Regions from separate parts of the Gossypium hirsutum genome. Here region 1 is linked to region 2. Evidence: chromatin contacts called from public Hi-C data. All regions are on one chromosome and are shown on one strand. Each heading gives the region's core, a stretch centred on a gene start, on an enhancer-like site or on the middle of the called end of the contact. The rest is flanking DNA. Distances are from core to core; before and after follow the strand shown.

Region 1 (6,311 bases), core at 2,167-4,666, 160 kb after region 2:
TAACCAAATCCTCTTATCTTCTTCGTTCTCCACCTACGATCTTTTTCTTTATCGACTTTGGAATTTCTCCTTTTGCGTTTACTTATATCGGTTTATCTTTTCTCTCTTCTCCTTTTGAATGCTTAGATCTCTTGACCAAAGATTATACGTCGGATCAGAAGTTCACGGTTTCCACTTATACTGGCGCTGGAGTGGTATGCCAACGTCATTTCTTTTATTTGAATTTAAACAATGATTATATAGTCTGGATAGGTTATTCTTGGATGATATGCCGCTTTGCTTGCTTAGATCTTTTATCAACTGAATTTTGCTGTCGATTGAATAAGGTGCTCAGATGAATGCAAATATTAAAAAAAAATTGTGGTTTTTAGCAGATTTCTGTCTCACTTGTTTAAATTGCTTTAAATATTGAAAAGGAAATGAGAAAATGTAGAGGCATTTGAGAAGTTTAAGGTTCTTGTTTTTTCCTCCTGTTTGGTTTTTTTACCCATTTAAAAGAAATATTTGTCTTTGAGGTGATTTCCCCGAATTTCTCATGGACCAGCATTATCTTTGAATTCCAAGATTTGATACTGGTTGTTGCTCTGAATTTATGCACATTTTGTATTTGATCTCAAGGTATTGTTGGGTGAAATTGATGTTATGTCTGACCAGTTGTTATGCTTTGAAAGGAACTAAGAGGCCGTTTAATCTTGTGCTATGCTTTTCTACTTCTCTAGGTTTTTTTTTTTTTATGAGCTGCTTGATGTATCTGCTGAACCTTAATGTATTTTAGTTAACTTGGATCCTCGTGTTCTGACTTTGATGAAACCATTAGAGGATATCGAGATTCTCTTAAACCAAAACATTCCACTGGTATTTATTGGCTAATTTCCTTTTTCCTTCAATTCAGGCCATCACATCAACTTCTCTAAAGAAAGGAGGACTTTCTACTGGGGATGTTGCTGCACTATACAAGTACAAGAACACTCAATTTGATGTCAAAGTCGATACCGACTCTAATGTAGGTTCTTACGTCCTTGGTCTGTAAACTATTTGCCTAGTTCAGCCGAGAATCTCACAATTTTTACATTGTTTGGACAGATCTCGACGACGATGACATTCACTGATATTCTTCCCTCCACTAAGACTATTGCGTCATTCAAAGTGCCTGATTATAACGCTGGCAAGGTAGGAAGTTACCTCTTATAAGCAGAAATGTTTCTCAGGATAATGAGTTTTGATGTTTGAAAATTGGAAGTTTCTATCTGCTATCTATTTTGCAGCTGGAGGTTCAGTATTTTCATCACCATGCAACCTTCACAACAACTATTGCTCTGTACAAGACGCCAGTTGTTGATGCCACAGCAACAATTGGTACACCCTCTATTGCTTTTGGAGCAGAGGCAGGTTATGATCCTACCAAAGGCAATTTTACAAAGTACACTGCTGGTATTAGTGTGACAAAACCAGATTCATGCGCTTCCATAATTCTGTAAGCTTTTATAAACTAAACCATGAATCGAATAGAAAGTAAGCACTTTCTAATCTTTTGGCACTAATTCCTTCCTCTTTTTTTTTTTACATCCAGAGGAGACAAGGGAGACAGCATAAAAGCATCTTATGTGCATTATCTGGACAACCTGAAGAAGAGCGCTGCCGTGGGCGAGATCCGCAGAAAGTTTTCAACAAATGAGAACACGTTCACTGTTGGAGGGGCTTACGCTGTTGATCATCTCACACTGATTAAAGCTAAGCTCAACAATCATGGGAGGCTTGGAGCATTGCTGCAGCATGAAGTCATACCGAAGTCATTGTTGACAGTCTCTGGTGAGCTTGACACCAAGTCCTTGGACAAAAGTCCTCGCTTAGGATTGGCCTTTGCTCTGAAACCCTAATCAATTATTTGCAACCCAATGATGCTTTTACAGATTTGATTACGATTTTTTTTTTGTGGTGATTTAAAATGGGGGTGTCAATAAGTTGCTCCACAGACGATTAATATTCATTTCTAGGTTCGCATTTCCTGTGGATGGATGATTGATACTTTTGGCTTTCAATGATTCACATGTTGAAGTTTTGATCCGATTTGAGCCATTTTGACATTGGCACATTTATGCCTCCTTGTATTGAGTATTTCTTTGATTTGGTAAATGCTTTATAACTGCCTTGATTTGTTACCTTTGAGTGATCTACAAAAGCTTATTTGTTCCAGTTGCCTTCCAAGTTCCTCCATACACAGTCCCCTTAAGCTTACCGGCTACTGCCTCGACCAAAAGAAATGGTGGATTTCGAGTTTCAAGCTCGGCTTTTCTTCAAGTGGTATCATCCCAATCTCATGGACAAATGGATTATCAATGAACACCCAATCTAATGTCGTTTTGGATGCAAATGAACCATTTGAATCCCTATCCCAATGGAATGTCAATGCTTTTCAAGAGAAACAGCTCAACTCTGCATATCCATATCACAAGCCATTGAATGGATGGTAGGTAGTGATGTAGCATTTCAAAGAAACCACTCAATTTGGTGTAGTTTTTGAATAAAATGATTGATAAACAATACAAAAGCATAATGAAGACCAAAAATAGAATCTTTATTGCATTAGTTTCAGACAATGTTTAAACGTAGCAGATTCTTTGCACAGCCATTTCCATGTATTTAACATTATAAGTTCCATGCCTACGAATTTAATCATGCAACCAAAATAAAATGAAAACAAAAATTGCAATATATAATAGCATTATCAAAGTCTACAAAATCCCAGATTCCTCATCCAATAACATGAAGATAAATACTATGAAAAATGATGTCCAATAGTTGCAAACTCCGTAAATTGTAACATAACAAAGCATATCATAGCAATGAAAAACAAGACAACCTTAATCGACACTCTGCATGATATCCTCGGCAGAGAACTTAGTACCCTTATCCTTATCAGCAGCAGCCCGTCCCTTAGCCTTACGGTCCAACAACGACTTCCGGTCCTTGTCCAGCCTCAGCTTGGTAATGACAACCTTGGATGGGTTAATCCCAACGTTGACGGTCGAACCATTAACTTTCTCGCGGGTGATGCGCTCGATGTGGATTACCCATTTGCGACGGTAGACTTGAACAACTTTCCCTTCCCGGCCTTTGTAAGTCCCACGAACCAGTTGGACCTCGTCGTCCTTGCGCACCGGCATGGACCGGACGTTGTACTTGGACCTCAAATCGGATGAGAGTGGGGCGCTCATCAACACACGGCGGACCGACGAGGGTGCCGTGAAATGGGCCTTGCGGCTCTTGCGGCGAGAGGAGGAGACTCGTGGGTTGTACTTCATTTTTTGCTGTGGGGAAAGGGGCTTGAATCCTCTTCGACTCGGCGACGGCCAACCTAGAGTTTGAGAAGTAGGGTATTGAGAGAATATATGGTGGAAACTAGGGTAAATTTAGGATTTGTTGGGCTTTAGGACTATTTTTCTAGGCCTTTTTGTGGGTTGTGGCCTAACTTGGATTTGGATTTTCTTTTTCCCTCTCCTATCTGATTAAGATTTTTTAAACCTAATTTCGGTTTTGATATTTAATATATTTATGGTTTTTTTAAATTTTATTAATTCATTCAAAGCTATTAGATATTTATTTTTGAATATATTAAAAAAACTAATAATTTATTAGCTTAGGTTCCATTTGATAGATGTTGGAAATTTTAAGTATTAAAGTAAATTAATTTTTTGAATATATTACTTAAAATTAAACATCATATGTAATCTATCAACAAGTATTTTGTATAGTGATAATTGATAAGACATATTGCATTCTTAAATGGAGAACGTAAGTTTAAACTTTATAAACAATATTATTAGAGGAGACAATATTAAATCTCGAGCATAAATAATAGAACGAACGTAAAATATACAAAAATATAATAATATATAATTAAATATACATAAGAAATATTTGAAATAAAATATATTATCAAATAATACGCATTATAAATCTAAAAGAAATATTATATTGAGAGTAATTGATGGTTTATGTTTCAATGAAAGTTTTTTTTTTTGGGATAAATGAGAATGAAAAAGTAGACGTTAAGTAAACTTAAAGATTTTAAATGATAATATAGTCTTGAAATGGTAAAAGAATATATGTCTTATTTACTTATTATTTTTAATATTTTAAATTAAAAAATATTATGTAATTTTTATTATAGATGATTTAATATGACAAATGTATTGACCTTTGAGTTGAAATAAGTTTAAAACTAGCATTAATTTAAAGCTTAGATTTGTACAATCCTTTCCTCCCCTTTCCAAAACTAGCCAAAAAAAAAATCATCAGAAAATATGTGTTATTTTGTTAATATCTTTTTTATACTAGCTACAAAATGAGAAAATAAAGGTATACCAAATATAGGTATGTGGTTGACAAAGGTTCTAGTTAATTTTGGAGTTTCTCGAACTACTTCATAATTCAAAGTGGATATGATCAACTTTCTCGTGCCATAGTTTCAAGTTAGACACAACATCACTATCACACAAGATAGATTGAATCACCCTATAGTGATTATCAAAGGTGCGGGCTCATTCCATAATCTTCTCATCAGATGTGGTGGTGACAATACACTTGTCTTTTTTAAAGTTGACAAGCAGACCTTGGTCACACATTTGACTTATATTGACCAAGTTGGCTTTAAGATCATTCACCAACTATCGATTCTTCAATTGAGGCATCCCAAGGACATTTAAGGTTCCCTTTTCCAGTATATGAATTTTCTTCCCATCTCAAAATGTCACCTTTCCAGCAAGACAATTCACAAAGTTAGACAAGTATAATTGATACCGTCATATGTTGAAAGCAACCACTATCAAAATACCAAACTCCATTAATGGTAGAGTTTTGAGAACAATATAAAACCTGTATATATCTAGTCTCCTTTTTTACCCACATTCGTTTATACTTCTTCACAGCTGATGTGCCATCGGAGTGGGCTCTTCTTTAGGCACTGCACGTCTTCACCTTAGATCATATAGTATCTTGAAACACCGATGGTTGATATGTTTAAGGGCCCCACGGAAATAATAAACCACTTTTGTGACAACTGAATACCTTTTTGTTATTCTTGATCAGCACAAGCTTTGAACATTCACCAAAATCACCAAAACTCAAACCTTCATAAAGGCAGTAGGATTCTAAATCATAACCTTTCCTTCCTTGACATACCGTAGACCTCCCTTGCTTGGATTTCTCCTTCTTGCTGCAAGGATTTCTTCAAGTTTGTTACTATTGGTGATAAATTTCTTGAGCATGAGTTTAACTTTAGTAAGCTCATTTGTAAGAAGTAATTCTTTTATTTCAACATGTTTAACCAATTTAGGATTTTCATAATTCAAATGCTTATTTTCCTATAATAGTTGAGTATTGATGTTGTACACTTTCCTCCACTTGCCCAATATCTCATTGTAGGTTTTCAAGAATTTCTCATTAGAACTAATATCCGAATCTCTAGTTGAATCTTCTCCATCTTCTTTGACAACACTAGTAGCAAAAGCAACATAATTACTATGATGATCATCTTTCGAATTTAAGTTGCTAGATGAATCTTCATCACTCTAGGTTACACAAAGTGACATCTTTTTCATTTTAAGAGTGTTGGCACACTTAGATTGAATATGACCATACCCCTAACATTCATGGCATCGGACACCTTCCTCTTTATCTTTCTCATGTTCCTCTTTAATGGTAACTCCTTTTGATTTGTTTCTAGGGAAATTGATATGGATTCGTGAGGATGAACGTGGAAGTGGATTATAAAGTTTGTCTAAATCACAGATTTGACTTAGGGTTCTAGACATTCAAAAAGAAACTTGGATTCTACCATAACCTGAAACACAAACGAATCCAAGTCAGATAAAAATAAAGAGAACAATTAAAAATAAATAAATAGAATAATGAAATCAAAGATTAGAATAATAAAGAAGAAAATAAAGTCAATAGATGGAAAAAAATAGAACGTGATATGTAGAAGTCCTAAGAAGCCTTGGAAACATAAAGAATCCACAACCCCCTTCAAGTGGCTCTAGTTTCCCCCCAAGATAGAAACTTTGGCAATAAAAAGTTTGAAGATGATCCCCACAATATATAAAGATTGTTAAACTCTTCTAAAAGAAACTCAAGAACAATTCTTGAAAAGAAAAACTCAAAGAGAATTTGAATAACAATCAATTGTGCGAATTGTGTACAATGCAAAGGCCTATAAATAAACCTAAATAAAACTCTTATATTAGAACTCTAATTAACCTAAACAAGAAGTAGTTTTAAACTAAACTCTCTTGTTGGCATAAAACTCTTAA
Region 2 (6,750 bases), core at 3,969-6,468:
TTAAGGGGTCGAGTGAATGGTTTAGGATATTCCCCGGATGAACGACTGATGTCATACTTAGAGTTAGCTGGATTCGGGTTAGTAGCATTGATCTGGACTTTTGATTTGCGATATGATTTAATATCTTTATTGGTCGAGCGTTGGTGCCTGAAGACCCACACTTTTCATTTGCTGTGTGGGGAGTGTACTATCACTCTCGAGGATGTTGCATTGCAACTTAGGCTCCCAATCGACGGGAGTGTCGTAACGAGCGTAAGTGCGATAGTTGAGCCGGCTGCCCTTTGTTATAACCTATTGAAAGTCTTGCCCGCCGATGCTAAGTCCAATTTTGCGAGTTTGAAATTTTCATGGCTGAAAGTAAATTTTGAACATTTTTCAATTAATGCCACTGAGCATGAGGTGATGTGCGCAGTTCGAGCGTATATTATGCATATTATAGGGGGCGTACTGATGTCCGATGCAAACAACAATAGGCTTCATTTGATGTATTTACCTCTATTAGTTGATTTGCAGAATGTTCGCTCGTATAGTTGGGGTTTCACAGTTCTATCTATGTTGTATCGTGAGATTTGTTGGACGACAAATCCTGATACCATAGACATAGGCAGATGCCTTGTATTGCTATAGTCATGGGCTCTTTATCGGATGTCATTCTTGGCATCGGTTAGGCACCAACCATACGTATTTCCACTAATGAACAACTAATAAAATTTAACTTGTTATTAATTGACTTTTTTAATAATGGTACTATTCTAACGATACTATATTTACTTGTATTTTTTTTAGATGGAGTTTTTATCCGGGTATCGGGAGGTCGTACACTGTCCCGATATATCATATGATGATTGAACAACATGTCGGGAAAGGGGTAAGCTATTCCAATTTTCGTGACATGTAATTACTTTGTATATATTACTCGAACCGTGTTAAATTTTAACCATGTTATTAATCGTACAGTTTATCTGGATGCCGTATCGAAGACCAAAAATTGCAGATGTTATACTCTCATCTGCCCACGTTCATTCTTACCTGTGGTGCATTAACGCACCAATTATTAATTTTTAGACAGTCAATTGGTATAACGAGGATCGAGTACTCCGGTAGTTTGGTTGCATCCAGTATATCCCAGATCTGCCAATACAGTTGAAAAAGATTCACTTGATCAACAAGAGAGGAAAATATAGAAATAATTGGGGGGGTTGTGCACCAATAATATATTGCAGTATGGGATAATCGAATGACGTGAAGACCTCAGATGGATATTTCTTCCGATTTGCAACTATCGTTAGAGTACATACAATGGTACTTTAGTACGGGAAAACCATATTTACTTGGTAGGCAGTCGACTATAGTCCCCCCGCACATGCATCGACTTAGGGCATACAAGCTAGTGCCTAATATAGAGGCCGAGCCCAAGCCCGAGCTCTAGCTACAGCCGGATCCCGAGCTCGAGCGATCGCATACACATTAGCCTAATAGTTCTTATCATCTAGAGTTGCGGGTCAATGACTATTTACCGAGCTCATCAGGACACGTATATCATTCTGGGTTTGATATCTTTAGGTCGTATCCACCGCAGTATAGCACTCCTCTCGGCCCGTATCCACTATAGTACTTCACTCCTCCTGGGTCGTATCCACCGTAATATGACACTCCTTCCGGCTCAAGTTCATCGACGGCGTTTAGGGCATATGATTTTTCTTCCATGTTTCGCACACCCCTACCTGCGACTAAAGAGGATGTTGAGCGCTGCAATCACCCACAACGTAAACATATACCCTCGCAGAAATATAACCCTAGGACCACACTATCAAACCATCAATTTTAGGGGTTTCTTACAATTTAAATATTACAAAATTTGTACTTTTTTATTCTAAAAAATATAAATAAAAAAAACAACCTTTGTATTTATTTAATTATATTAATTACAACATCAAAACTTGGAACAAACTTTGTGGTCATAAATTAGATTAATTGCAACATTACAACATTAAAACACTAAAACTTGTAACAAACTTTGTAATATAAATTTTATTATATAAATTAAATACATTACAACATTAAAAGTTGGAATAAATTTTGTAATATTAATTAGGTAGATTGGAGTACATAAGCTCAATTCCTACCCGATCGTGACGATTGTCTAACATGGTAGTTTCGCTGCAGGAATTTGCTCTGATTTTGATCAGCTAATCTGCATAATCCACAACACTTACCGTCGGATTTCTCCTTAATGTCCATTTCATTATGAATTTTGGATGATTGCGGGCGGCCTTTCGGATTCCTACGCAACCCTTTTGTCTGAGACAAGCTCAAAAGTCATCGGAGGCACCTCTGACGTAGATAGGTCAGGTAGGACGGGGAACTCATTCTCCCAGACATGCAACGTACGCTCGAGTGTGTATACATCATTTACAAATTGTTCAACATTGAGCGAGACTTTAGCACATGTTGCCATGACATTCGTACATGGACAATGAAGTGTTTAGAACCTCCTACAATCGCACCATCTGTTTCAGAGATCAACTCTATAGGACCTAGGTGGTATACCGAGTCGACGACTGATGGTCTCCGTAACTCGAAACGTTTCAAGACGTCGTGAATATACTTCTACATTCATCGACCTCACCATCTGATGATTTACAACCATTACATCCTTGACATCTTCGACAAACACGTGTCCCGCCTCTATCTGGTTAACTTGTTGCTAACCCATTCTTGGTATCAAGGTAGCCAACCTATAGAATTTAGTCGAGAAGGCAAATGAAATTGGAAGATATCGTGTTTTCAACAATTGCTGTAGCAGTTATCCATCCTTATAACTCATTATACGACGCATCGAAATCCCCGTACAATTGCTCCATTGTCATCTGTTTAGCTATCCATGCCTTTCGGTATGATACTCGATACTGGAATCGTGCCTGCATTTTGACAATCAGTACCGAAATTTTAATGGTCGGTATGTCCTTCACCATTGGCATGATACACGTGCAAATAGTTTTGGAATCAAGTTTTCGATGATCTTTTGTCATACGTGTTGATGTGCATGTGTGAGGCCCAACAAATTTTCGTTTCTCCCACATCTGCGAATTTTGAATAAATGTAGATCGTACCCGCCAATTACAACCTTCCACCGACTTCCAACACTCCCTAATATATATGTTGATTTAGACACTGTGACTTTGTAGTTCACTGATATATTCATGCTATACCGCTTAATAGCAAATACGCACTCTTCCTTACTTTTGAATCTCTAGCCTACGAACAACTCCTCAAAATCAGAATTTACGGCCAGCCGATGAGCAGGTAGTATTTCAGGGTACTCTAGGAACTCGGTTACGTGCGTTGCTTCGGGGTTTATGAGCAACATGTGTGGTTCAGGATTATTGTATATCACAATACGTCGAATCTGGTTCTCGAGTGAAAACGCGTTAATGTTTCCATTGTCATTCATGTCTTCGTAGTCAATATCATCGGGGACCTCGTCCACATTGGAATCACTATCACTATCGACCTCTTGATCACAAGGATCACTACTATCGTATCCATCATCACCAACCACATCAATATTGGCTGCAACATTAAGATCAATATCGATCCAGCGTATTATCGATTCACTAACAATGTATGATATTGGAGCCACCATGCACGGTTCTTGAGCTCCATGTTCTTCACCATATGCTAACTCAGGAAATAAGTGAATCAGTGCATTTTGGTCACTCCGATTACCACAATAAAGAGCGATTATTGTCTGCACGTCTTCATTGTATACAAGTTCCATTTCGGTGAATTTGATAGGATCTGTCGAAACTGGAAACTTGTAGAAATGTTTCGAGATCCTTCTCCTACAACGTCTAACAATTTTTGTGCTAATCATTTCCTTCATATCATTGAACGAGACATTTTTATTAAATCTCATTGCTATTTGTTGCCAACATTTAAATATACATCCAACAGTTGTTGTCAAGTTGATTCCATCGAAATAAACGCATACGAAAAATAGATTAACCATCTTCAATACTCAATCTGTTAAAAAATAAACAAAAATTCTCAAAACAATTTCGAACAACATAAAAATACTTACATAAAAAATTTAATGAATGAAAAGAGTTAATTTCTAACAATTTCAAATTTATTGTCATTTCTAACAATATCTATGACAAAAATATTTTCAGTATTTATCTATTCTTTTCTGTTGTTATCACTAACTAACAATTACTTTATAATAGTTAAACTTCCAAATATATTAAAAAATTTTACAACATAGCATTCTCAATAATCTAAACACAAAACTTACTAACAAATCACAATAAACAAAATAACTTTAAAACAAAACATGAAAATAACACTAAACAAACTATATAATACTAACAAAATAATTTTTTATTATCATAATATATTATATTTGAAAATAACAATAAAAATAATAATACATTTTTTTTCTCTTTTCTTTCTTTCTTCTCTTCTCCCTCTCTTGTTCTGCTATTTTTTTTTAAACTGATACGAGCCGGATGAGGGAATGGGGGGGAATATATTGGGTGTGCCGCCTATCAAATAGACACCACCAGTGCCGCCTATCAGATAGGCACAACCAATGCCGCCTATCAGATAGGGGTCGCTGGTGCCATCTATCAAATAGGAACCACGCCCCCTTCATATTTTTGTACCCGTATATACCAGAAAGGAAAAGTGGTGCCGCATATCCCTTTGACACCACTACTAAAATATTATTATTATTTTTTAATTGTATTGTGTCAGAATGAGGGTGATGCTGTCTATACACCATGCTCTACCCATCTAAATGTATTATTTTGGTACATAATTGTTGCAACATACCGTTTTGATATTTTTTTTATATTATTTAGGTAAAAAACCAGTAGAAAACTGAGACATTTAGGTGGGCATTTGTCCGGTTCGGCTCATGTTAACAATTTTTTCAGTCGACAGTTCATAGTTGAACCGTGATTTTTATCGATTCACAGTAAAGAGGGCAAAAAGAGATAATAAATTAATGAAATATGTGGGCATATATATCTGGGTCACGACAAAAGAAGAAACAATTCCATAAAATAATCGGACAGAAAAGGACATAAACGTGGTCCTTTAATTCCTACCATTTATAGGGGCATAATCGTCCATTTATCTGGAAAACAGCCCCCGATTACCACAGTTGATTTGCTATTCCTCTAAAATAGCAGGTGTCATTCCAATACAGTCCAAATAATTAATTAAAAAGAAAAGAAAAGATGCGGCTATAGACGATCTCATGTAGCATCCAAATCTAGCGGCAAAAAGAAGCTTCCCCCGCAGTCTAAAACAGCAGTAGTCATATTTTTAGTATAATTTTCCTCCTTTTAGTTTGCTGTGTTATGCATTTTTGGCTAAAGGGTCCAACAGTTAGGGAAACAAAGTCCTTTCTTTCCCCCCTTCAGAGATGAATCTTCGACCCTGAAATTTTCACAATGAGATTGAGATCTCATCCACATTTCACCTTCTTTTTCTTCTTGCTTTCATTGTTCTTGTCATCTTCTTCTTCTGTAATTCAAGATTTTATCATTTTTCATAGAAGAATTCTACACCAACCGTTGTTTTCGGTTGGTTCATCTCCGCCTCCAGGCGCTGACACTTTTTTACCGTCACCGTCTCCGCCGGCTCCAGATAGTCCTGTTTATCCAGACCCAAGTCAGCCATTCTTCCCTGAAGTTCCTTCAGGACCAGGGCAGACCGCAGATCAGAATCAACAGCCTACCGCACCATCTGCGCCTACTAATGGCTCGATGTCAATCCCAACTGCAACCCAACCTGCCAAACCAGCTAAAAAGGTTGCAATTGCCATCTCTGTTGGGATTGTCACTTTGGGAATGTTATCGGGGCTTGCTTTCTTTTTGTACCGTCACCGGGTCGCTAAACACCCTGGGGAAACGCGAAAGAGGCTTGTTGGAGGGAACTCCGATAGGTCGCAAGAAGACTCTAGGGTTCCACCCTCCAGCTTTCTTTACATTGGAACCGTGGAGCCCAGCAGGAGATCGGTGGGTGAAGTGAATGGTGGAGCTAATGGTTCGCCTTATGGTAAGTTGAATTCAGTGAGGAGGTCGGATCGATATAGGCCGAGCCCCGAATTGCAGCCATTGCCTCCATTGGCTAAACCTCTAGGACTTGAGAATTCACCGACGGCAATGCCATCTCCATCTTCGTCTTCTTCAGATGAAGAGTCTCAGGGGACGGCTTTTTATACCCCTCAGGGCTCAACGATCAGCAATGAAGAAAGCTATTATACTCCGGTTTCGCGTCGGGTTAATGGCAATTTGGTGACTCAGTCGAGGAATGAAATGAATGGGAAAACAAATTCTGTTCCTTGTTCTAAAAGAACTTCTCCCAAAACAAGGATTTTAGCTTCTTCGCCGGAAATGAAGCATGTTATTATACCTTCAATAAAGCAGCAACAGCAGCAGCCGCCTTCTCCACATCCTCCGTCGCCACCATCGCTACCCCTTCAACAGCCACAAGGTCTAGTACCGGAGCCGCATGAGACTCAGGAATTTACCCACGCAAAAAGGCCAAAATTCTCCTCCCCTCCTCCACCTCCAAATATGGCGCTACTTCGATCAATTAGCAACAATTCATCCCCACAAAGGACAAAAGTTCCTGTTCCACCTCCGCCACCGCCACCACCCCCTATGCCGCCACCAGCAGCCGTAAAACTGTCAATACCCAGGTCAGTAAGGAATTTGAAGACCAATGTGACTCCAA

The links. A called contact is a pair of places that touch in the nucleus more often than the background predicts.
Region 1: a contact with region 2 is called in a Hi-C map of leaf, with 1.7 times the contacts expected there. The contact joins the promoter of LOC107913285 here to the promoter of LOC107913280 in region 2. A contact is called at or near these places in 2 of 34 Hi-C or Micro-C datasets (hypocotyl and leaf).

Annotation. Positions count from the first base shown.
Region 1 is chrD11:28,399,145-28,405,455 of Gossypium_hirsutum_v2.1, forward strand. LOC107913285 (60S ribosomal protein L26-1) reads right to left here and starts at 3,417. Exons shown (of 1, transcript XM_016841827.2): 1 at 2,688-3,417. The coding sequence starts at 3,302. The coding sequence ends at 2,862. LOC107913284 (mitochondrial outer membrane protein porin 2) reads left to right here. Exons shown (of 6, transcript XM_016841826.2): 2 at 127-194; 3 at 893-1,003; 4 at 1,084-1,170; 5 at 1,266-1,474; 6 at 1,571-2,159. The coding sequence ends at 1,877.
Region 2 is chrD11:28,241,452-28,248,201 of Gossypium_hirsutum_v2.1, forward strand. LOC107913280 (formin-like protein 6) reads left to right here and starts at 5,219. Exons shown (of 4, transcript XM_016841821.2): 1 at 5,219-6,750. The coding sequence starts at 5,463.